Regions from separate parts of the Drosophila melanogaster genome. Here regions 1, 2 and 4 are each linked to region 3. Evidence: chromatin contacts called from public Hi-C data. All regions are on one chromosome and are shown on one strand. The core of a region is the stretch at or near the end of the contact, and the rest is flanking DNA. Distances in the headings are between cores, read along the strand shown. Region 1 holds the start of CG34173. Region 2 holds the start of ttm3 (tiny tim 3). Region 3 holds the start of tsh (teashirt). Region 4 overlaps CG2528.

Region 1 (6,186 bases), core at 2,167-4,666, 230 kb before region 3:
TAAGTTTCGAACTTGAATTAAATGTGTTCTGTACAAATAGCCTCAATAGCAGGCTACAACTAATTTATATACATATTATGTATGTTAGGTATTTATGGAAAAAACGGATGTTCCATTTCTAAAAATCAAACAATATATTTCTGATCCACTTTCTTTCAGTGTACCCCATCCCCTCAAAATATTTGAAATAATAATTCTTCGAGATAAATTACCCAAAACAGGTGTGACGGTGTGTATGTATGCTTCTCTAAATTACCCTGCTCCTGATGCTGGTCCTGCTTCTGATGCTCCTCCTCCTCGCTCCGCTGCCGTCCCCACACGAGACAATGACACAGAGCCACCACTACAATTGCAGCAGCATATCACTCTGCCCAGCCATCCTGCCATCCTGCCATCCTTACATCCTGCCGTCCCTTTACCCTTCTGGGCTGTTCCCATTCGGGCTGCTTTAGCCCGAACCAAACCCGGTACAGAAGTCCAATCGCATTTTGCAAACTCGTTCGCTGGCAGTCGGTCAGTCGATGGCGGATGGGCTTAAGTGCTTGGCTGGCCCGCTCTGGTTCGTCCTGCTTGTCCTGCGTTTGGCATTTAGCATCAGGAAATTATGCTGACGCTGCCAACTGGCCACGGGCAGTTGGGAATCGTGCGACCACTGAGATTGGACCGGGCAATCAGCGGCGTCTGCAGATGTGCTTGCCCATGTCCACATCCATATCCGTGTCCACGTCCCTTGTATCTGTCCCATCTCTAGCGTCCCTGCATCCCGCACCCTAGTCCAGCGCCTGCGCCTTCTTCTCGCTCCTGTGGCGTCCTCATTAAACTCGCACACACTGGACCTCTCTAATGAGTTCCATATGCTGTCGTCCATTTCGGTAGCAGGGAATCCTAGCCACGTTCCAGTTGATAGCCTGCTACGAGTAGCCAGCATCGACGCTCTCGCAGTTCTGTGTCACCCATCTGGGTGCAAGTTATGGAACATTTCAAACAGCAACGAAATGCACGTTTAGTCGAGCAAGTATCGCTCTTCGACTATGAGAATTATTGTTTAAAGTGAGCTGTCGCTATAATGGTTCACTTACCAAACTTAAAGATCTGTTTGACTCTTAGAACACCTCAAAGTTTTTTTTTTATTGTTCGGGTCATTTGGGGCACAAGACTTTCTCTGAGTGCAGCCAGAACGAGTGCGCAATATTCGCACAAAAGTTTACATTCACGATGCCACAGCAGCCAGAGGACGCTCTAGTTCCGGATAGGTGCATGCAGCCCCTCCCAGTCACAAACCCGCCTGATGCAGCTGGAGGAGAGTGGTCACAAACACCCCGGCCGTAAAACATTCGGGTGACGGCGGCACACAAGGTCTGATGTGGACCGGAGGACGGACGGACGGTTGTTCGAGAAGCCCGTATGCCTCATATATGATTTACCCTTGCCTCGCCTCTTTCGCCGCGGGTTGCTTCTGGTCGGGCGGCAACTTTTGGAAGGGGTAAATGCGACTGCAGCGACTCCACCACTTCGCCCCGCACCCTTCATAGTGCGAGAACAAAAAGGCGCGAAAATCCATTCGCACATAAAATGCGCCACAGTATGCATTATTTTAATGTCACTGATAAATCATTTTTATGTCGGTGCTAAATCAAAAGATGGACGAGCAAATGCTGTATTTCAAGGCAGAAACGTAGGAAGGGTTCGGGTGTCACACATGCACCTGGGAAAAGGTGTGCTCCGGGTATGGCTTATGGGTTTTAGCTCCACTCCGCCGCTGCACTCGCATTCGTCCATTAAAATCCGCTACAGTGTGTCCAAAACACGGGCAGGACTCCTGCTGCACGGCCGGTCCGTTTATTTATTATTAACACCAAAAAGACCCCGAGGACGAATTGCAGTGCTCCTCCGGCACCGCCTCCGGCTCCAGCTCCAGCAACGGATCCTGGACCGAGACTTGGAATGCGCAAACTGCCCTTAGTAGCAGCCGCCTACTCATATTTCGTTGTCCTCATCGGACGAGACTCGGTACTGCAAAAATGAATCTGTTTGCGGTTCAAACACGTGCCGTGGCCAGAAATAATGTGCACCGGAATCTGCTCGGACTAATGGGCCCACAACACGGTATTTGACTTAGGCCCAGTCCAGCGTTTCCATCGGCATTGCAACCGATAAACCGCTTTGATGCTTTGTGGTCGGGAGACAAAAGAAGGCTTCAGAAACAAAAAGAGTATTTATATTTGATTATTGTTTGTTTATTATTTTTACAAAAATGTGAACTTGTTCAATTTGAGCGAAATACGCAGATATTTTTACTAACAATACAAACACACAATCTATTTATGCATTAAGTTTTTAAAGCGTGACTTAACTTCACTTAACGTGCAATACAACTTAATATTTCTAAATTTATTTAAAGAATATTTATTAGAACGTATCATTCCACATATAATATTTTTAATTGAATGAGAATAAAAGCTATGACTGATTTAGGAGCTTGGAAACGTATAAGTCCTTTTTGTCTACACCATGGTTAAGGTTACTAGTTGGCTTAAGCAGCCAGTTAAGTTAGCCCGACATAAAGCTGCGATTTTCATTGTAATCTGTTCCAGGCGAGCCGCTTGTCCAGGATCAGACCCAAATACTGCGCCTGTGGTGATTATGGAATGGTGTTCCCTTAAAAAAGAAACTGCTGTGGCCAATTTTAAGCTATTTATAAATAAGCAGTTACTTATAAAGAAAGCCATCAGGCAAACCACGGATGAAAGCTTCCTGAACGTCCAGGAAATCCTGTGGTGCCTAAAACCAAACTGGCGGTCGGAATTATCATCCTGTTCGCTTTTTACTCCATATCTCTACTAAGACATATTCCCTTAAATAATGTATAGAAAGTAATGGAAGCTTATCCGTCGTTATGACTCGCCAAGGTTCATTGATATAAAAAAATCTGGATACGTATTACGTAACGTTGAGTTACAAAGGAGAACAAGGAACAGGATCTCTTTTTAGGCAAGGCCTTGCCAATTCTGCTGTCAATGACAACGATAATCCATCCAAGTAAAGAGCATTAAAGAAGTTTAGTGTTTCTTTAACATCTGCGGGGATCCCTAGGTCAAATGGCTGAAAGCGCTCCGCAGGCTTTTCCGCAAAAGTTAAAGAAATCTTTAAGGAGAACTTGCAAAAAAATTTCTGTGAGATTTAGTTCTTTCAGACTCCGGGTAGATTTCAAAAGTCGAAAAAACACGCAAACAGTAATTGATTAACGAATAACGTTAATATTGCCCTAGGTATTTGCTACTTTTTATTTTGCAACTTTGAGGTCCTTTTTCTCAAAATTCTCTCATAATGGTGAAAAAAATCAAAAAATAATGTGTACTATAAGCTAAACAACTTTAGTTTTTCGCCAGAACACTCAGACTGTCATTGAATAATCTATCAGAGATTGTGTCAATAATCTGATTTTTTCCCGCCTATGTTCTATATTTAAATCGTTTGAATAGGTTACCCAACCACAACACATAAGTGAAGAAAGACAAAATCTTCTAAATTAGTTAAGCAATCTATGTAAGTATGTTAAACGGTGATAAATAGCAACTAAAGCTCTGCGTACATCTGCAGTCAAGATGTTTCGCACACTGTCCATTGAGCCGATTAGAATTGAGGAGCGCTCCAAAGATGAGGTCCGTGCTAATATATTAGTGTTCGCTGTCACCTGTGCCCTTATCCGCTTTATTCCGATAATAGTGAGGAAATTATCGTAGTCAAGACCAAGGATGCGATTGTGTACTTCCGTTTTGACTGAGATAAAGCCGAATATATATATTAAAAATATTTAAATATAAACTAATAACAATTAGGTGTTATATTAAAAATAAAAACAAAAAAATATGTCGCTAAAATTGAGATCATCGACTTGTAAATACATTTTTTTAGCAATAACAAATTTTTAACAGAATGTGTCCGAAAATATGCTTAGCATATTAAGTGAAATTGGTATAAGAAATAATAATAAAAAACAACAAAACATTTTCAGAAAATTTGCTCAGTTTGGGGGTGTTTCTATGGACGTGACGATCTTTTAAAGTGAACTTGGGGCGCCGCCACTTCAGTCTGCATGCTTAATCTCAACCGGATAGCCTTTGAAGTTACCGAAAATTCGGAGTTCATAAGAACAGGCGGTCATTTCTAGGTCGGATTGCCCAAATTAAAACAAGAGAGTATACCGATCTCAAGTCAAGTTCGTCTACTATCAGATATCAGTTACTCAGGTAGTGGAAGTGCTAACGCGAATTTCATCATTTTTCTGGGATATCGATATAGATATTGGGGAATAAAATGAGAAAAAAATTAAAAATTGCCTAAAAATGTGGGCGTGGCAGTTTTTGGCGTGTTTAGGCCGTTAGAGTGGGCGTGACAAACTGGGTCGACAAACTTGCGCTGCGTCCTTGTCTCTAGAATCTGTATGCTGAATCTCATACGGACAGACGGACATTACCAGATCGACTCGGCTATTGATCCTGATCAAGAATACATGTGCTTTATTTAGTCGGAAACGCTTCCTTCTGCCTATCACACACTTTTTAGCGAATACCCATTTACTCTACGACTAACGGGTATAACAACAAATTGTGGACGCTGGGTGCTATTTAAAGTAGTTGAACAGCGCAATTAAATGCCATTTGTTTTTTAATTAATTAATTAATGTATTTAGAAGCGATGAATACATACAATGCAGTAATAGTAACATAACAGCGCAATTAACAAGAAAATGATTAAACTAAACCTCGTACTAAAATGCTACTTGTATTTTCCATATTAATGTCGTTGCCTGTAAGTATGCAACGACCTGCAGTATACCTGCAGTATTAATCGGGAAGTCTTAGCAACTTGGTAGGAAAAAGATAGTGACGAGTAGCACCATAGTGTTCGAAGACCACTAATTTATGTACACAAATAAGAAAAAATTTACTACAGTTTGAAACATTGAATATTTTAAAAATATGATATGATATTACAACTTTTGTACGTTGCCACTAGACACATTGAATACACATTTTACGAAAAGGCTTAATTATAAATATTAATTTATGGTTAAATTTTAGATTACCTACATAGTAGTAAAACATTAAAAAAGATTTTATTTCACAAATGTTGTTAACAATATATCTGAATGGCTAAGGGTTGACTCGATATTGGAAATGTATAAATGTCAAAAAAATGAAATCAAGCTAAACAGTCGTGTATTCCAAAAGCCTAATTAGCCAAATTGAATAAAATTAATTATACGTGCTAGTCGTAGAGTAAAAGGGTATACTACAATAGATTTTTTGAAAACTATGTAACAGGCAGATGAAAGCGTTTCCGACGGTATATATATTCTTGATCAGGATCAATAGCCGCGTCGAACCGGCCCTGTCCGTCTGTCTGTCCGTATGAACGTTGAGATTTTAGGAACTATAAAAGCTAGAATTTTGAGATTCAGCGTCACGCCCACTTCAACGCACTAAAACCGCCCAAAACCACGGCCACAATTTTCCAAAATGGTTTGATATTTTTTCATAATTTTAGACTAATATAATTAAATTTTTATCGATTTGCCAAAAAACTTTTTGCCACACCCACTAGAACGTCCTGAAGCCGCCAAATCAATCACGCCCAATTTTTAATTGTTTTCTCCCAATATCTATCGATATCCAAGAAAAATTATTAAATTTCTCGTTCGCATTCACACTAGCTGCTGAGTAAAGGGTATCTAATAGTCGGGGAACTCGACTATAGCATTTTCTCTTGTTTTATTATTTTGATCGCGAATTTCTTACCCGTCACAATGCAGTCGCAAATTCATAATCGTTTTAAGCAGGCAAAATTATTAGCAAGTGTTGAAGCTTAGTTGTTTGTTAGTAGTCTAATGTATTGCCGATAATGATGAAAAGATAAATTTTATATACTTTGTTGGCCCGGAAACGCTTTCATCTACCTGTAGCATACGTTTTTAGCATATCCTTTTACTCCAGGAGTAGCGGGTATAAAGCTATGTTAACATTTATTGAAATAAGACAGCTTAACATCTTTTATATTTATATTACCTAAAATACTGACTTTAAATACCTACTATTAATTCATCGAACTCGATATATTCATATAAGGTGAAAAAGCACTTCCATATTAAATACCAATTTATCTGTCCTCCCTTTGCCCATTGGC
Region 2 (6,901 bases), core at 1,165-3,664, 250 kb before region 3:
TGCATCTGGTCTGCTTATGGAACAACACCCCGCCCCCCCCCACCACTGCTGACGACAGCGTTCTTTAAGAGTCCGAATCCTGTATGGAATGGCGGATGTACGTTGCTGTTTGGGACGGGTTGGCGCCCCAACACTCGCCAACACTTTAGGGTGCAAATTTATGACCGCTTTTTTCAGCTGCAGGTATGCGCTTTTCCGGCCAAGTACTTAATTGATGTTGCGTCGCGTAAATTATGAACAAAACAAAAATTAAAGTGGACTCCATGCTGCTCCTTGGCTTTGTCGCTGGTGCTGCCGGTGGCGGAAATGCTTTCATAGCAAATGGTGGTGGCGGCGGTCCCATAAAATAACAACGCACCACCGAAGAGGCGACCACATACGTATACAAGCGTACATCCCATTCCGGCTTTGCCAACGGTAGTCAAGAGACTAAGCAGGCTGCTGCGGGGTCAAGCACAAAAGTGGTGCTCTACTCTCCGGATGTCCATCTGACTCCTACAGCGCTAAACCCTTTCCACCTGGTTCAGTTCGCATAAATTTTAAACTTTTTGCATCGTAAAGTGCCTCGAAAAGGATAGTATGGGCAGCAACAGTGCGATCGGGCGACCCCTCTGGGTGTCCCTTTGTTACCTAACATGTGTTTCATTACCGCTTACCAGTTTAATAAAATAATCTGGACACATGGCAGTCAAGCCTTTCAATAATAATTACAATATAGATTTTTTAGATGTTTTTGATATAATGCGCTTCACGGGTAATTATATCTGCGACCCTCAAGGATTTCTTTCAATATATTTATCTCTACAGAGCTCTTCATCTCCATAAAAATTATCTCATGCCGTACTTTCGAGTTAAGCCGCTGCGCCAATGTCCCTAGAATCTGTATGCTGAACCTTCTAGCTTTTATAGTTCCGGAGATCTCGACGTTCATACGGACAGGCGGACAGGCGGACATGACTAGATTGACTCGGCTATTGATCCTTATGAAGAATATATATACTTTATATAGTCGAAAATGCTTCCTTCTCCCTGTTACATACTTTTCAACAAATCTAGTATACCCTTTTACTCAACCTGTAATGGGTATAATTGTGTTTAGCTTGGCAGTAAATCTAGTAGACCAATTTAAACTTCGGTAACGGATATAAAAATCGAAACCTCTGTGGTTGTCGAACTGCCAAAACAATGAAAATAATTAAAACAAATAATAAAATGTAAAAAAGGTAAACAATTTTGAACATTTAAATTACTAGATTAATGACTAGATTTTTTAGTTTCCAAGATCAAGACGTTACTACAATAGATATAAGGTGCATAAACGAAAATTTATTTGATTGAAGACCCTCGAAGGGAGCGTCCCAATAAAGTTAAGTTCCACTGACGTTCACTAGTTGGTAAATTCTGAATGCTTTCCTGACTCTGCTCCTGCAGTCGACGTTGGTTGTCCTTAAACTGTTCCATGGGGTCCTCGAATTGGCGATAGTATCGCAGCACCTCCCTTACATCATTTACTTGGTGTTCGGCAATCAACTGCAGGAAAGCCGTGAGATCAAAGAGCTGGACATCATCATCGTTACCCAGCCACTTTGTGAGCACCAAGCTATTATCGGGATGCAGGGGAGTGGTATACGGATCACAGTCCACCACTATCACACGGCTCAGATCCCTGTTAAGATAATCGAGGTTCTTGGTATGCTGACCCTCTACCAAGTCCGTGGCACCTCTTACTAGCCGATATTTTATGTAGCCATAGGGATCTAAAGCATCCAGAAGGGGGAATGCGGTCATACCTTGTTCAGAAGTATATATCACAATTTCAAAATTTCGACTGCACTGCTGAAGAAAGTAATCCACACCAGGCCGCTTTTTAAACCGCCACCCCGTCTGATAAGTCCAATCTGGATGCACCAGTACGTCTTTGATTTCCAGCACCAGTGAATAGGGAGGTTGTATATACGGCGGTGGGACAACATTTGGCAGCAGCCTTGCCATCTGGGGCTCTTCCATCATTTTTTCATAATACTGAAGTGTGTGCCACATCCTCATTATGTACTGGCGGAACCAGGGAAGCTGACTGAACTCATCTTCTATGGGACCCCGATGGTCTTCCTCGGGCTTGCCCAGCTTATAGATGGCCCACATGACTATACTGAAGAGACTCCCCAACACAACACTGTAGGTATAGAAATTCTTGATTCTTCTTAACTTTGGTGGTGAATAGTTTTTGTCGCATCTCTGTACTGTTTTTCTAGCTGAATTCAGGCATATTTTCTCGCATGGACTCAGAAGACAGGTCTTCTTTTTACCGATGTAGCCAATCGACTTATTTAAAGTTCCAAACCAAACAATTTTATGCATTTGAGCTAGACGTTATTTTTTATTGACTTAAGACACTAAGCACTAAACACCGAATCTAACAACTTGTATATACCCAAAGTAAATACCCTCGTGGTAATTATATATTTAATAAAAACAAGAGGAAACGTTACAGTCAAACATTATTTTAGCATAGAAAAAAAAAACATCACGCAAGGGTAAAAAGTAGTGACGATCCCAACCAGAAACTATAGTTAGAATTTAAACAATTTAAATATATACATATATTTAAATATATTTTATTTAAATTCGACACTTTTTATCAAAATATTTGTTGCTCTCCGTTGAAGAAAGAAACTTCCGCTGCGTCTATGACGTGGACATGATCTAAACTTTCTAGCATTTATTGTTTCTGACATTTAGACGTTCAAACGAACAGACAGCCGGGCAGACATACTGACAGATATGCATGGCCAGAATTCCCGTCGACTTAAAAAATCTTCGGAAGAACGATCAAACCCCCTCAGAAGAGCCCATCGCAGCCCTCTCTTTCCTTGTCGTTGCGATTGAGCGGTCGATGGAACGTAGGTGGGACCATTTATCCTAGGGCCAAAATTAATGTTACCTTGGACTAGACGCATACAAAATTTTTGCTGACTTTGTTACCTTTTGACTACGAAAATTGGAAGGACGGTTGCCGGCCCTCTAATAAAAGCAGCTGTTAGCCCGATTAATACGTACGTAATATGCTGTTTGATTATAATTACCGTATCCAACGCTTTATTCGTCACTTGCTTTTTACTTCGTAAAGAGGTGTTTTCTTTTGATTTACCAAATATGAACAGCACTCACATCCCTTTTGAATATATAATTACTAATTTGACTTAATCGTAAATCGGAACGTACATACATAAGCAGCTCAGGTGGACGCAGGACACCAGGTAGAGGAGCTGGTCGCAATCAAGCAATGCCAGTTCAGATAGTCGATTTGTCATAAACAATCGAAATCCATTTAAAATTGTACATGCAATTCCGCAAGAGCCCAATTGAGAGACAGAGAGAGAGAGAGAGAGAGAGCGACAGAAGCTGCCAGATGCCGACACAGTCAACACCTCGTAAAGTGCGATGGGCGCTGGAAGTTTGGGCTGGTTCACTTGTCAGCCAATGTGCCACGTCCTGGCGTGTCCTGCGCTTTCGAGTGTGGCTCAGTGTGTGTTTCTGCCCATTTACCGAGACCTGTGCCTGTGTATCGTTGATATGATAATTGGCATGAGGTAATAATCCACTTGGAAACGTTGGCAATCGTTTGTATCGCAATCACTGTCAAGCCGCCTGCGTCTGCTGCTCCCTTGTGCTGGTATCCAGTGTCCTGGCGCCATAAAGTATAATTTTCCCAACCGTGTTCTCGTTGACTATTCGGCTCCTGGTGTTCCTGCTGGTCCTTTCGTCTCTTCCGCCATTGAACGGGCGACATATTAAATAACAATGAACTGCAATTGCCCAACGAGTCTCGTAATTCGTTTGTAATGCGTGCAGACGCACAGATTTTAAGCAGTCAGCAGGCACATGTCCTTCTGGAACTACAGTTCCACTTCCATTGCCATTTCCCCATCTTTCCTGCATCCCCATTCGCTGGTACCGCCTTTTTCTGCCGCCTGCAATACCCACTTCATTGTCATTGCCTTCGTCTATGTGCTATACTGGCTTTTGTCCTTCTCATGGTTCATAATTTCTGATTTCCTAGTTCAGCTCGTTAGCCAGTTAAATTTAATCACTTTTCAAAATTGGTTCGGTCTGCTGGAGTATTTAAATCGGTTCCGCAATTTATGCGAAAATGAGTGCTACTCAAATGTTGTGGAAAAGACAGACTAGCTCAATAAAGTCCAATAAAAAGGATTACGTTTACTAGTAATCAGTAGAGGCGTCTAGCTTCAAACCATTTAGACAAATTGGCTGCTTAAGAGTTATTTGAATAAGCGAAAACTGTTTCTGGTCGCGGTTGTACATGTACAAATACAGTGCCGCTCAACTGAATAGGTTTGACTATTTGTTTAGGTTTGAAACGTTGTAACTTAGTTATATGCAATCCGATTTAAGCGAAATAAATTTGTATGTATGAATAGATCAGTCGTGTCTTAAATCTTAAAAAGTTTCTGATCCCCTAAATTTGTTTTATATCATTTTTATTTTTTTTTTTCAAAAACATAAAAAATTCTCATTTTTTGGCTCAACTTTTTTTCTTAATTTCTGTTATTTATTATAAATTTGCCAACTCCGCTTTAGTAGTGTGCAATCCCGGATGCAGTGCCTTTCTTAATTGCACATCTCACCCACATACTCAGGGACATTATCTGGGTAACTGGGATCTGATATTCAATATTTTGTTCAGCAGTCATTTGACAGCACATCACAGTTCTGTATTAAACTTTTACATTTTGAAGCCAGTGCAAAGGGCCTTACTGATTTCAGTCACTTTGAGAATATATATTCTTGATCAGTGCTTGATCAACAGCCAAGTGCAAAAAACCATCCCAAAAGTCAAATATAGCCGGATTTTTTTAGTGTAAACGAAACGGCCGGACCTCTATATGGCGGCGAAATGCTTGTATTTTATTGAGGCGAACTAATGCCACGTCAGTGGACTAAGGACAACGCTAAGATTAAAAATGAACGGAAAATAGTTTTCTCGTCTCTATTCTTTTGTAGGGGTACTATATATCCTCTTATCTAAATAAAACACAAACGCAGGAGTTGGCCTCTTTGGTTTATTTGATACTTCACGTGTTTAGCTTTAGCATTCGACTGACTCCCTCTCCGTTTGCGATCTGCCTCTATGCTTGTTGCTATGCCACCCGAAAGCGAACAATGACTGAATGTTTATATACTATGTTGCTATTATGAACTGATATTATGTATGTGTACCTCAAGCCTACTACACTTTTGATCTCAGCTTAAGACTAAATTTTTGTGAAAATTGCTGATTATGTGAATATGGGACATTGGTTGTATTGGGACATTGGTTGTATACAAGAGTGGATTCTGTTCTTATTCTTATTTCTTTCTTTTTATTTCTTTGGTCAGTGCTCATTATGTAAATAGTAAGTGCAAGTCTTGGGATAAAAATAATGAAAAAAAACACCATGAATTGAGTTCCACGACTATTAGATACTCTTTACTCAGCTAGTGGAAATTCGAACGAGAAATTGTATAATTTTTCTGGGATATCGACAGATATTGGGGAACAAAAAAAATTTGGCTTTTTGTGAGAATCAAAATGAAAAAATTTTAACAAATTTTTAAAATGTGTGGCAGTTTTATGCGGTTTGTGGGCGTTAGAGTGAGCATCGCAATTTTTTTTTGTGGAAAATTGATAAAAATTTACAAGATTACTAAAAAATGAAAAAAATTTCGAAAGGTGCGGGCAAAAAGGTGTTGGATGGATTTTGAGCATTAGAGTGTTACATACTTTTCAACGAATCTAGTATACCCTTCTTTATGTCTTTAGTGGGTACTACAATTCTTCTATAACTTCTATACCTGAAAATATTTTGTTGTTTACCCACCTCAGGGTCTGTCATCGCATAAATGGGGACTCGGTTTGGAAAGATTTGGAAAAGGACTCCTATTTCAAGTCTCTTGTGTCCCGTAGCAAATCTACTCTATGGCTATGGCTTTCGTGTTCGGCATTGTCGAGAGCTGCGCAAACGGTGTGAATTGCGTATGGCCGACGCCTAAGCCGCCATGGCTACTGATGCTGCCTGCTTGTGCGAGTTAAATGTTTAACAGCCAGGTGCTTTACGTCGGCCCTCAAGTAATCGTGGTCCCCACGAATAAGTAACTTTTGATTTAAATTTTAGATTTTTGAGTCAGAGTTCCCACAGCAACAGTCAATACTTTCGGGAGGAAGTGTAAATCCATAAAAGAACCGAAGACACCGTACAAACAGAACTTCTGCTTATCAGTAGTCAAAGAGGTCTTGCAGTATTTTCTCCGGAGACTCGCAAACCCAGGTTGCGTGACTAATCCGAGTGCGGTATCCTTCCCTCCATCCACTTTTCTCGGATTCAACTATTGCCCCACATTTGACCCACAAAGACTGTGATGGGCGGCTTCTGGGCCCTAGCTCGTTTATTCGATCAAAAGTTACGAGCTCATCTTAGATTGGACATTAAATGGACACTAAAATATTTTCCTTTTGCACGCAGAGCTTCGAACAAGTCCAAAACAGGGATGGAACAAGCGAAATAAATGTCATGAAACAACACATTGACAGGCACATAAGAACGCTGGTTTTATGGTCCACAGATATGACCAAAATATATGATTACCATGTGTCCGGCAACATGCAAGCTCGTAAATAGGCATTTTCCCTGCTTTAGCTCTCATGAGCCCGTGTCCCACCCCCAACTGCCACTTCCGACTATTTCCCCATCCTTTTTGTATCGTCTTTTTTTCACTGCTGATTTTTGTGGCTCCGTCTTTGGTAATTTAGCAAGTGATCCAGGTGGGACTTCTAAGGAGGACAGTCACAGTCCGTAGGGCAATCGTAAAAATCAAAATAAACTGAAACTTATGCGAGATATTC
Region 3 (6,062 bases), core at 1,242-3,741:
TTAAGGTAGCAGAGTAAATATTACTAAACATACACATGCACCCGGAGATACAGCCACACGCACACGCACACGCCAGCGGCAAATTGTGAACATAAATCTCTCCGGTAATAGGCGCACACGGGGAAATTGGAGGGGGTGGAGAATGGAAAAGATGGCAAGCAGAGCGTAGCGTATTTTGAGTTTTTCACTTTTTCGCATGATTTATTCAATTCGACTACGTCATCGCCTTGGAAAATCTTGAAAATTCGTGTGTATCTGCATGCAAATCAAACGAGAGCGAGACAATTTGTCGCACTTTATTATTAATACTCCAGATGCACCCCCGAATACCCTCGCCCCCGCAAATATAGTGTCATAAAACCCGTTTTTAGCCTTCAGTTAATTTGCTCAGACTCAGGCTCACTCGAGTGACTGTTCGAGAGCGAGTTCGAAAAATATCTTGAACTTGTTTAATCATAATTTCAGAGAAACCCAGATACAGATACACAAACGCTTACCCCAAGTTAGTATCCCATCATCGAACTATGGCGATTTTTCTGTTATTTTCGGATTTCCCCTGCCAGCCACCCTTTTCAAATCAAGTTCTGCTTTTCCCGATCCGAGGGTCTGGACTCGTAGTCGTGAACTCAGTACTCTTGGTTCTGCGGGTGGGTGTTGTGATATATGGGCGCGCTATTGGCGAGGCGCTGAATTTATAACGACAGGTGTGCGACTACGCCGAACCGCCAATGCCAATCATCAAATGCCATGAAATCATAGTTTCTTGATATATTTATTTGGCCGATTTGTGGTTGAGAGTCTGCAATACTATTTCAACAAGTTCGGCTATCAGTTCACAATGACAATGGTTTTTGATTTTGATTGAAAACGTTCTATATTCAATATATGTCGTATATACTTGGTATATATAATATTCTATTTAACCAGATACTTGAACGCACATAAAAAGCAATTGCAAAAAAATAATATTAACTGAATGAGATGAATGTAATTATTTTATATGTGAATATTTTGAGTATGGCCACTTTTAGTTAAGAATTCAATATTTCACTATTTCATAATGAAAAACACTTTGATGCACTTTGGTAGTAAAATCTCAGTTCGTTTATCCTTCATACCCAGAGTAGTCACATTTTTGAATCCCCCGAATAAGGCCATGTGAATCTTTTTCTTAATTCTACATCTTTCACTGTTCTATGGAAATAATCTTCCATATAACACTTACCCGGCATTTAGCGCCTGTCTGTAGATCTCGAGCATCAGAGCCTCGTGTAACATTTTTAAATTTTGCTGAATTTTGACGGTTTGCTGGAACTTGGATGGTTTGCTCTTTTTGGAGCAAACAACGAGGATTTTAGTTGGATTTTGGAACTTAACTTTAGTTTGACACAATGATCATATAATCTATTGTTTTGCACTTGGTACGTTGTAGTATAACTTGTTGTTGTTGCAGCGTATAACTGATTAATTTATATTTTTTGGATTTTGTAATTTATAAACTTTCGTATGTCAGACAAAAAATGACGTTTCGAGGCGTTTGTATTTTTAATTCCTAATTTGTGTTGATTTAAATTTAATTTATTAATTGCATTGAATCGTATACTTCGTTAAGGTTTGTTGATTTAAGTAACTGGCTTTACATTATGTATGTAGTGTAATTTTGGTGAATTAAATACCGTTTAATGTAAATATTTGCAATAGTTTATCTTTAGTTTTGGTAATAAATATATTTTTGTGGTATATTTTGTTTAGCTTGTGGTAGTTTTACGTATACTTTGTTGAACCATTTGTAGTTGTATGTTTCTCGTATGTTTCAGTCTTGATCGAGCATTTGCGTTCGAGAGTATCAAACCTCTGCTTCTTTGACTAGATATGATGGCGGCCTGGAAAACACTCGTTCTATCCTCCCCCAAAAACGCGTTTTAAACTGAGAATTCACTGTTCTGGCGGAACCGCGGGTCGCGATGCGTGCGTCTTCTCATCCGGATTCGTCGTCACTACTCGAACGAAAGTCCAAAGGCGATTGAATCCCGCTGGCCGGGTTCCTTCGTCACTAGCCTCTGCTGCGGTGCTCTGCCGGTGCGCTGCTGCTGCGCTGCCGTCGCTGTCAAGCTGACAAACAACAACAACGGGGCGCTGCTGCTCTGCCTTCACTGATTGATACGGATGAAAAAATGAAGCGACGCGACGGACGCGCAGCGATTGGAAGCTGCGCTGCTGTTGACGAGCAAACACGAAGCCCGCGTTTTGGCGACGGCAATTTCTGATTCGATTTTGCGTTCTGGCGACGGCTGCGCACTTGTGTGTGTGTTGTGTGTGCCGTGTGTGCCACCCACACCCTTGCAGGACAAGCTGGCTGTCAGCGTGATTAAATGTGCTACTCTCTCGCTCGCACTCGCCGGCACTCGGCTAACTAATTACCGTACGATTTTTCCAAGTGCGCCGAGCTTTTTCGCACGATCGTACGCAGTAACGGTTTCTTGTCGACTGACTGACTCTTGGCGAAAAGAACCCGAAACCGATGGGTAGCCAAAAGAGAGCGCGAGAGAGAAGAGAGAGAGAGAGCGACAAGAGCGCAGACTTTCCCCTGTGCTGGCAAGTGAACGCTTGGAACTGAAACAGGGGAAATCGCTAGGGAAAGAGATAGCGTTGTGGGACCGCTCCGTCTCGCTTGCTCCGAAAGTGTGTGAAATCTGTTTTGTCGTTTCGTCACCCTTCTTTTGTCCTATTCCGAATCCGATTCCATCACAATTAAGATTTATGACAGTTTAACAAAAATGCTCTCACTCGCATGCGCCGTCCTGCTCGCAGCCACTCAAACTGTGTCGGTCCCTGCTCTGTTTTTATTTCTTTTCAAAATAAACAGTAGTTGTTGCTCTCTGAGCTTTTCGCCCTCGTCACTTTTAGCCTCTTCCCTCTCGCTCACCTTCCTTCATACCCTCTGCTGTCAACTTTTGTTCGCCTTTCTGCAGCTTCTTCGTGGATCTCGCTTCTTTTGTTTCGTTGCATTGCTGTGCGAGCGAGTAGGAGAGTGAAAAAGTGGAAAAGTGGTTTGGGGCAATTTTCACTTGAAATCAACCCATTCCACTTTTCTTTTTGGCTGCGAAAACAATTGAATTAGCGACACTCCGGCCGTTCTTTCCTCTGAAAATGTGCCAAAATGCCGCGATTTTATTAGTTTTCATGGCAAGGTGTCAATGTTTGTGAATGCGTGAATGTAAGGCTGTGTAAGAACATTGATGTACATATGAAAGTATAAAGCCGAATGAAGTACAAATTTGGTTTAATAAGTGCCTTTATACAGTCTAAAAGATGACAGCATTGAATACTATTTAAATACTAGTATCATTAATACTCAAGATCACGTCTAATAAGTGCATCTACAATATTTTTCTTTGTGCCGACCCTGGTTACCTTAAGTTTATATATTGCATGTACTTTTTCACATAAATTGACAAACGTATAAAATAGTAACTTTCGATACATTATAATACATTACATTATAAAACATTATATACATTATTCTATAAAATTATCAACCGGTAACCGAGCATTGCCTTGATTCCTATGCATATTTACGGAGACGACTACTGAATCAAAATTTAGTTGCGAGGAGTCCACGAAAGGTGCCCCTACTTAGCCCAAGGCATTTTAAGCCAAGGTTAAACTTCGCTAAAACCCACCTAAACTGGCCAGTCTCCAAATGGCGTAATATCCCCTGGACTGATGTGTTAAAAATAGTGCTATTTGGTGGAACTGGTTCATATGGTTATATCTGACGACCTCCAAACACCGAGTACCACCCAAAACACCCACTGAAGACTTTCAATCACGGTGGACCTGCAATACTGGTATGGGCTTGTTTATTTTTTACAATGGTATGAGTCCATAACATATGATTTATGGTATTATAGACCAAAACGCATGTGTAAATATACTAAGGGATGTCTTACTGTCATATTCTTATTATAATATGCCCTTAAAATGGAAATTCCAACAGAATAATGATCCGAATGGCAGAAGCAAATCGGTTAAGAAAAGGTTCACCCAAAATAGAATAGATGCAATGCCGTGGCAAGCACCATCTTCCGATTTAATCCCGATTGAAAACCTGTGGGGGGACATTATACAATATGTGACGAATAATTCCCCGACGTCTAAGGCTCAGATTTGGCAAGTTGTGCAGGATGCATTGGCAAAAATTCCCCCCAAACGTTGCCAGGACCTGGTGGACTCCAAGCCGCGTAGGTGGTGGCTAACAGAGGCTATCCAACACATTAATAAGAAAAACTGTTAGTTTTAAGTCAAATTGAATTTTGTTAATATTTTTTTATTGCACTGCTCTTTCAGTGAACACCAGAATATCTGCCTATTATGTTGTTTTGATCTATATTTTAGAAAACTATTAAAGAAATAAGTGTGAAATTTTTGTTGAATTGTTGGAAATTAAATACCTAATGATATTATAAAAAAAAGCCCATCAAAACTGTAAATCATAGGATTTTTCTATATTAAACTCGCAGGTGCAAAGCACTGCTATTTTTTATGAACACAGCTGTATATTGATTTAAGTCAGAAGTTAGCATCACAATAAGGGAGACATGCGTTAGTGTAAAGTACATGTACATACATACATACATATGTACAAATAATATCTCTTTAATTTTTTGCCAGTTTTTATCGATATTTATAACTTTGGTATGCAATTAAATTCCTTGAGGCTAATTAAATTTCGTTTTGCATATACAATATTTAACCATACCAATTTTTGTTTCGACATATGACTCCTATTATAAAGGGTGTTCATTCTATTCTTTGATTTAATGATGACATGATGATTTGGTTTGCATATTTGCGCGTAAGTTTCATTAGTGGACGAAAAACCCACACTATCAAAATCCGAACTTAAAATCTACCAATATTTGACGAATGCCTGGTGGAGCCATAAAACTCGAAAATGGCGAAAAACTCGCTCGTTTTTTTCTGCTTTTGCCGCTGTTTTTATTGTTTACTGAGTCTTCATCCAATGGGAATCCTCGCTGCACTTGTTGCTCCCAGAACGGGCTCCGTTAAAGGCTGAGAAACGAATCGTAAAAGATTTAACGATCCACCAATTAACCGATAATAATCAAATCACGTGGATCCACTCAAACCTAAAGAAGAGGTGCTGGGGCGGGAGCATTGCTTTTGGGGCTCCAGTATCATCCCCATCTGAGTCCTCTTGGTCTCCGTGGTAATAAATACTTTTACGATTCTATAATTTGATTTGGGAATTTTTATTAAATATTCTTTCTCCTGCCTTCACTGTGAGAGAGATCTCTTCGCGATGGGTCATCTATTGATTTTGCTGCGCCCCATTAATTTTTTATGCTTTCGATCATTAAAATTCGTTTGATAAATTATTATGTGGAATTCGAATTCACTAAAGCTACAACAGCATTCGAGACTATTGTCACGCAGAATGTCCTGCAGTATGTGCTTCCTATGCATTTTTCTCATTTGCACTATGCTAATCGTATAGGGACAATTAGTTATTAGTGATTTTATTTTTATTATTTGCCTTTTTATTATTGGCCACTCCTCCCTCTAACGTCAACAAAACACCCAAATGCTGTCACGCCATCAATGTTAGAAATTGTTTGGATTTTCAATATTTTTTAATCTGACCGTTTTTTTTTTGGCATTTTATCCATATGCCAAGAAAATTTTTAAATATTTTCCTGAACGATTCCTACTGACTTATGAATAATAATAAATGATATAAACTCTAAAAAAAAACAATTTTCATCGCTTTCCTATCTAATAGTCGAGGAAATCGACCATATCATTTTCCACTGTTAATTGAACACTATGACGCAATCCAAAAGTGGCAAAACGTCAAATCAAATAATGGACAATTAATTAGAGGAGCGTGAACAGGCTATCATCTGCTTAACCACTCAATAAGTATGCTCTGAATGGTGTAAGGAAAGCTTAAAACTGCAAATATTATATTATGAATATTTTTATAAATTATCAAAGTAGGTGGCGAGCTGCAGTCATCAGTGTCCGAGTGTCAACGT
Region 4 (6,932 bases), core at 3,988-6,487, 150 kb before region 3:
CTGGATTAATTATTGCTTTAATACTAATGATAGTATTAATAATATATTTCATACGGAAATGTGCTGTGCAACAAAGAATGCAAGCAATAACCTTTGCAGGTCCGTTGCCAGTACTATAAATATCAATAGTAAATAAACAATAAAATAATATAACAAATAAAAATATACAGTCCACTATATCGTTGTTTAATAGAAAATGTACTTCTACATAGAAAAGGCAAAATGTTTAAAATAAGTTAATTGAGTACAAATTGTTGAATTAAAAATAATATAAACCATAATTGTAATCCAATAAAATTAAAAGCCAGAAAAACTAGGCCCATTGAAATCTTAGTTGCAAAATAAATGAACATATATCAAATAAATACAGTCCACTACTGTTATAAATGCAACTAATATACTAATGTACATCTCAGCTTGCTGGCCCTTTGGCAGAATGTTCACACATGAACACGAATATATTTAAAGACTTACAATTTTGGGCTCCGTTCATATCTTATGTAAATGAATCGAGAGCGATAAATTATATTTAGGATTTTGTTATCTAAGGCGACATGGGTGCATTGCTCAAAAACATGTAATTTAAGTGCACACTACATGAGTCAGTCACTTGAGATCGTTCCCCGCCTCCTAAAATAGTCCCTTAGTGGGAGACCACAGATAAGGTCCTCGCCGCTCAAGATAGGCAGATGTGCCCGAGCGTGGGACCTCGATAAGGCGGGGACTATTTACTTAGGCCTCTGCGTAGGCCATTTACTTTAAGATGCGATTCTCATGTCACCTATTTAAACCGAAGATATTTCCAAATAAAATCAGTTTCTTACAAAAACTCAACGAGTAAAGTCTTCTTATTTGGGATTTTACAGGAAGCAGTGCGCTACTCGGAATATCAACTGAATCCAATATTATTAAGGGTTTATACGAAGGCAGGTCATGGAGCTGGAAAGCCAACAAAAATGCGCATTAGTGAGGCCACAGACATTATAACGTTTTTCAAAAAGACACTCAATGTCGATTGTATTAATCTATGAATGATGATATGAATCAAAAATAAAATTGGCAATCATTTTGAAAAAACTTATTTTTACAAGCCTAATTATTTACCTTTACCAAAATGTGTTGTAAAATATGTTTATACATTTGAAAAGTTATCAAAAATAAGAGAAAATGCTATAATCGAGTTCCCCGACTATCAGAATAAAATTAGACAAAATTTATAAATTGCCTATTGCGTTAGAGTGGAAAAAAAAAATGGCAAAAGACTAATAAAACTATGAAAAATTATTTAAAAGCTTTTCAAAATCAATATAAATTTACAAGACTAATAAAACTGTGAAAAGATATCACCACAATATGCGCTGCGTGTTTACCTCTAGAATCTGTGTGCTGAATCTCAACCTTCTAGCTTTTATAGTTCCTGAGATCTCGACGTTCATTGGGACAGAAGGACATGGCCAGACCGAATTGGCTGTGGATCCTGATCAAGAATATATATACCTTATATGGTCGGAAACGCTTCCTTTTGCCTGTTACATACTTTTCCACGAATCTAGTATGCCCTTTTTACTCTACGAGGAACGGGTATAACCATAGTGAACGCTGTTGTCGAATTTCTTTCTTACAATTCTAAGTGCTTTGAGGACTAAAAAGCGCTACATTCACGTCACTAAAATGTGCATACTTAACATTTTTACCTATTTAGTCGAGGGCTACGACTATCAGATACCCGCCCCTCAGATCGAGAAATTAATCTATTTTCGAGAAGATGAAGGTAAAATAACTTTGTCGCACGAAATAGACGGCTTCATTCTGAAATTAAATTCGTAAAAATAAGTATTAAAGTATTATTGTATTATTTTTATTATACAAAATCATCATAAGCTATGGACGTTTCGTCGTACATCATCTGCTTAATTAGTTGAATGCAATTAATGAAAAGCCTCCCGAACATCAAAGCTGTCATGGCCCAGATTGTTTCCTTTGGAAAGATCCTTCACTCCATAATCGCATGATAGTCGAACGATTAGAGTTCAATATGGTCGATGAGCATGCGATATAAGGGGGTAGGGAGAACCGGACTGAGAACAACATCGGGAAAGACAGAAGCTGGGCTGAGGCGACCAGATCGCCTGGTCTGCCCACTGACTTTGGAGCTGGACCGAGAGAGGCTTAGTCGTTTTGTAATGTCTGCTGCCAACTTTAGTGTCCCAGCATGGGTCTACACATCCCGAATCCCATTCTCGGCCTCTGGATATCGGGGCCCCGCGATCGAGAATGGATTTATATCAATATCGACTCACTAACATGATTCCAATAAATTAATATGCATACATGGCAAGCACACAGGCAGCGACTCTTGTCTGGCTTTTGGCCGAAGTATGGGCTATGGAGCGCGGGATCTCGTATCTGGTGTCTGGAGATCCCGATCGACATCGCAACACGATGATGCATGTGCAGTGCCTCTGAGTTGTGATCGTGCTAATGTAAATAATTGCCAGACAGTTGGACGAGGCCCAGTCGAATGGTCCTGTAGTGTGGTATTCTACATGTAATTAAAATCTTTCTGCTTCTCAAATTTGGCCGGCATTTAAAGCAGCTTGTTGTGCGTTGCCCAAGAAAGATTGCTCTTGACTGATAGGCGAGTGCGACTTACACGCAAGGCTTTTTCCCTCGGACGTCCTTTATTTTGACTTTGGAATCCTGGGGTTGACAGGTAACGAACTTGAGATTGGGACTTGGAGCGCTTAAGTATCTTGATTCACTTAAATTGCCTTGTTATTGGTTTACTTAATTGCATTAGGTTAACGAATGGTTTGTTTATAAATATCTATTTATTTAATATCTATTTTTAATAATATATAATGTCCTCTTGAACATTTATTATCAAAGTCTCATCTTTTGAAATGTATCCATCGTTAACCTGTTCTTTACTTTACACTAAATGATTTGTTTTTTTAATTATTTTAAGTTAGTTATTTTAATTTTTTTTAATTTTCAGATTCGTCCCGAAAACAGTTTTATAAATGAAGATAAGTGCATAGAACCCAAACTCAAAATAAGGGGAAAGGAACTTGGCGACTTAGCTTTTGGGTTTCGAACTTCACGTACTCTTCTGTCAAGATGGCAAAAACGATCCGAGACAAGGCTTTTGTATCGATACACTGCACTTGGCCCGGCTAATTTATGGCCCTAGATGCAAAAGATATAGGGCCAGACTAAAACGAAGGCGAGATGGGAATTAAACAAGTAACTTTGCGTGGATTGTTTTAGAACAGATGTCGGTAAGCGCTGTTGGCAGAAAAAGTAACACAATAATAACCAGTGAGCAAAATACTGCCATTGCTGACGATTTCCTCAACATTACACAGCTGTGTATTTTCTCTAAGCAGATAAAGCAAACATTTGACAGTTATTAAGGAACCAAAGCACCGCATTTAATAAGTTTAGGCCAATTCAGTTCAAGCCCTACAATTTTTTTTTTACATAAATTATTTATCTAAAATTTCCCTGTGAGGACGGCAGTACAGTAGTTTATTTATTTAGTAGAATGTAAAAGAATGTATTAAAAGTAGGATCGGCACTAGTTTTTTGCCTTGTTCGGAGGTGTTTTTGTTTTCTTTTTTTTATTAGTCTAAACTTTACAATGAGTCCATCATAAAAGATTATATCATAAAGTAGCCAAAAAACGACCCGTTTAACGTTCGTTAAACCTGTCGTCTTTCGAACGCATAAAATTTTAATCCCATATCTTTTACCTTATTTATATCCGTTACATAGAGAGTAAAATGGTATACTCGTTAAAAATTATGTAACAAGGAAGAAAGAAGGAAACGCTTACGATCAAAGTCCATACATAGATCAGAAGATTAACGTCTAATCATATGCCAAAACAGCTTTTTGCCACGCCCACTCCAACGCACACAAATCGCCCAAACCTGGTACGAAAAATATTCTGATCTTCTTTCTTATTTGTATCAGTCTTATATCCATATCTCGATGTATTTAATAACACCACTTTTGCCACGCCCACTCTAACGCCCACAAGCCACCAATTTTTTCATTATATTCTCCAATAACTATCGATATGCCAGAAAAATGATGAAATGTTTGCGTGACACCGATCTTTGCCCGTTGATAGTTTCCTGCAATAAAATGAGTATTTATTTTCAATGGAGGCGCTCAAGTGCGGCTTCCACGAATATCATGGATACGCTGACATGCAGATTGAGATGCAGATGTCGATGCCGGAGTTGGAGTTCAGGTAGAAGTCGGTTCCGACGCAGCTGCAATCTTGGTCGAGACTAGGGCCGCTTGTTATTGTAGGCCCGTGGTACTTAGAGCAGTGCATGTGTTCTTAGTGCCGTTGGTGTTTTCCCCGACCGATTTGACTGAAATTATTAATGGGGGAGGCTGCAGGGCCTCAAGCACTGTGCATATCAAAATAATCAAGTTTTTGATTGAGTGCAGTTAGTGCGGTTGTGTTTACACATTCTAGATCGCGATGGTCGAAAGATCGATTCGACTCATTTTCATCGCCCGAGGAGCATGCGTTTCGTTTTCAGTTTTATGTCCAATCATGTTGTTGATATTGATAATGACATTGATGGCATCGACTTGGCCCGAGTGACTATGGGGCTGCACAGGGAAAAAAACTTTATCTTTAATTTTTGTCATACCAAAACGTGTTTCGTTGTCATTGGAGTGAAATATATATACTTTATATACTATACTTATATACTTTTTATACTTTTCTATACAACTAAAAATATCTATATTTATTTATATTTTTATTTAAATAGGAAATACGGTGCTAACGAAGAAGAATATCATTTTTTTGTATGTGTCAGTACAGTCTTACAACTTGCACTCGATCAAAATCCTGAGCTCAATTTCGAGTGCGTATGAATTCAATTTCTGTTTACGCGTTTTTTTTTAATTCGAATTTTTTCTGATGCCTGATGGCTGTCAATCCGGTGAAATCCGGCTCAGTTCGATGGAATTGGATATGGAATCGAGACACCCCAAGACGAACGATGATATTGACATTATCGAGACACTTAAAAAATGGCCTGCACACAGCCAAATGCTCAAGTGCCAATGCGCAATGATATGTTAAAAACACTCTTGTCGAATTGTTATGGTTTTCTCATTATTAAACTTGCGATACTCTAGTCGATGAGGCTTTGGCGCGTTCATCAGGCGAAGTCGGACTTCAACATGATGGATTCGACGCACTTGACATGTGAGATAAGCAAGCCCAAGTGAAAGCTGTGTAAGGTATTATTCGAATTAATTTGTGTTCAACATACTGAGAGTCCACTCAGATGGTTTTTTGTTTAGTTCGTGTGGGACTACTTATTGGGGAGTACACTATTGGAGGCGATACTTAAATTCCCCCACTAAACATCATTGACAAACCAACTTTTGTATAAGAAGTCTGTTGGTGCTAATAGCATCTTTATTTAACAGCCTCACAACTGAGTTCTAGCTGAGTAGCTCAATGGCAACAAGCCATTACCATTTTTACGTTTTACAAAATGCGATCCATAGAGTCCTTACTGTCCTTATAATTTTGTCAACAAGGGTCAACAGTTGGTTGTGCATGGCATAGGTGTGAGGGTATTAATTAATTCGTCGAAGTGGATGTTACAGGGATAACAAAGGTTTAAAATTGGCCCAATTAGAAAAGAATATCTATCTATTGTTTTGTGACCGATCACTTAATGCTGCAATGTAAGTTAAAACGTGACTTGGAACTCTTTGCTAATCAACACTGTAAAAAAAACCACCGGCTTTAAACAAGGACCAATGTTAAAGCTAGATTATTATTATATTATATATATGTATATCCAAACTAGCTCCTTAGAATTAATATTACTTACAACCATTCAATTTTCTTTATCGGAAATGATAGACAGTGTAAAAATTAAATGCATAAACTTAAACGTAGTACTGTTTAATATTTTCTCTGTATGTATGCATTACGCTTTTCGAGTTTTGGACGCTTATACACAAATCGAAAGGTCAAAACTCTTTCGTTTTGATTTGATCAAATTGTTTTGAGTGCACTCATACACTCTTGTAATCGGACGGCAGCCCCGAGGAGGTTTTGGTTATTTATAATTCGAAGCGATTGATTGATGGAAGCGCTGCGAAGTCGGTGACACTTCGCACTGAAGCAAAAATAAATAACCGAACCGATGCTGGGCGAGGCATTGACAGCTGATTGCGAAAGTCCATTAAGGGACTCCGGACGAGGATATGGACGAGGTGCTGGCCACATGTACTGAAGACCAAATGGGCAGAGTAAGGGACGGTTAGTGGAGTGCGAGTGCTGCATCTGCATTGAAGTTTTGTGGCCTTGGCAGCGGCATCAAAAGTGCAGTCAATCAAGTGAACAAAATTGGATAATTTGGTCCGGAAAAAGTAACGTTTCCGTTTGGTATTCGAGCAACTTCCCAGCCTTCTGTGAATGATTATCTGTCTATTCGTGGGTTTACCCAAATCAGACAACACTACGAAGTATTTCGAGAATCCTAGCCATATAATAACCAATTTCTGTTGCGGACAGGAAGCTTAATAAATAGAACGAAGATGCTACATTGCAAAACTGCTAGGCAAATCAGATTTTCATGAATTGAAAGAAATAAAATGTTCGTTTGTGACTTACCAAACCTACCATTTACGAAGGGATTGCAGGGTTTCCTCCACAATTGTATTTAAGTATAAATAATGACAGGAACCTCCATCCTTGACTAATGTCTATGTTTATTTGCTGCTATTTCTTTATAATTGGATCTGTAAACTTCAAAAAAGTGTATCACCGATTGATGATATATGTATATATAAGATATATCAAGTAGAAGTCCCTGTTTTGACAAAAAATAATTTCTTGTAGACAGCACAAATATTTTTCAACCATATTTACCCAC

What was found. A called contact is a pair of places that touch in the nucleus more often than the background predicts.
Region 1: a contact with region 3 is called in a Hi-C map of the Kc167 cell line, with 3 times the contacts expected there. A contact is called at or near these places in 4 of 107 Hi-C or Micro-C datasets (the Clone 8 cell line, the Kc167 cell line and the S2 cell line).
Region 2: a contact with region 3 is called in a Hi-C map of the Kc167 cell line, with 2.0 times the contacts expected there. A contact is called at or near these places in 27 of 107 Hi-C or Micro-C datasets (the Clone 8 cell line, the Kc167 cell line, the PNm cell line and 12 more) and 1 of 7 datasets of targeted methods (the Kc167 cell line).
Region 4: a Hi-C map of the Kc167 cell line shows a contact between it and region 3, with 2.6 times the contacts expected there. A contact is called at or near these places in 8 of 107 Hi-C or Micro-C datasets (the Clone 8 cell line, the Kc167 cell line, the ML-DmBG3-c2 cell line and 5 more) and 1 of 7 datasets of targeted methods (the Kc167 cell line).

What each region holds. Positions count from the first base shown.
Region 1 is chr2L:22,051,532-22,057,717 of dm6, reverse strand. It overlaps CG34173, which reads left to right and starts at 3,416. Exons shown (of 2, transcript NM_001103717.2): 1 at 3,416-3,546; 2 at 3,601-3,884. The coding sequence starts at 3,606. The coding sequence ends at 3,743.
Region 2 is chr2L:22,075,145-22,082,045 of dm6, reverse strand. ttm3 (tiny tim 3) reads right to left here and starts at 2,414. Exons shown (of 1, transcript NM_136286.3): 1 at 1,308-2,414. The coding sequence starts at 2,358. The coding sequence ends at 1,327.
Region 3 is chr2L:21,825,022-21,831,083 of dm6, reverse strand. It overlaps tsh (teashirt), which reads right to left and starts at 2,491. Exons shown (of 3, transcript NM_078891.3): 1 at 1,226-2,491. The coding sequence starts at 1,278.
Region 4 is chr2L:21,975,671-21,982,602 of dm6, reverse strand. CG2528 reads left to right here. Exons shown (of 4, transcript NM_001316405.1): 2 at 2,999-3,281; 3 at 4,800-6,932. The coding sequence ends at 3,193. Among named protein-coding and RNA genes, the nearest start is that of CG2528, 14 kb to the left of the region's middle.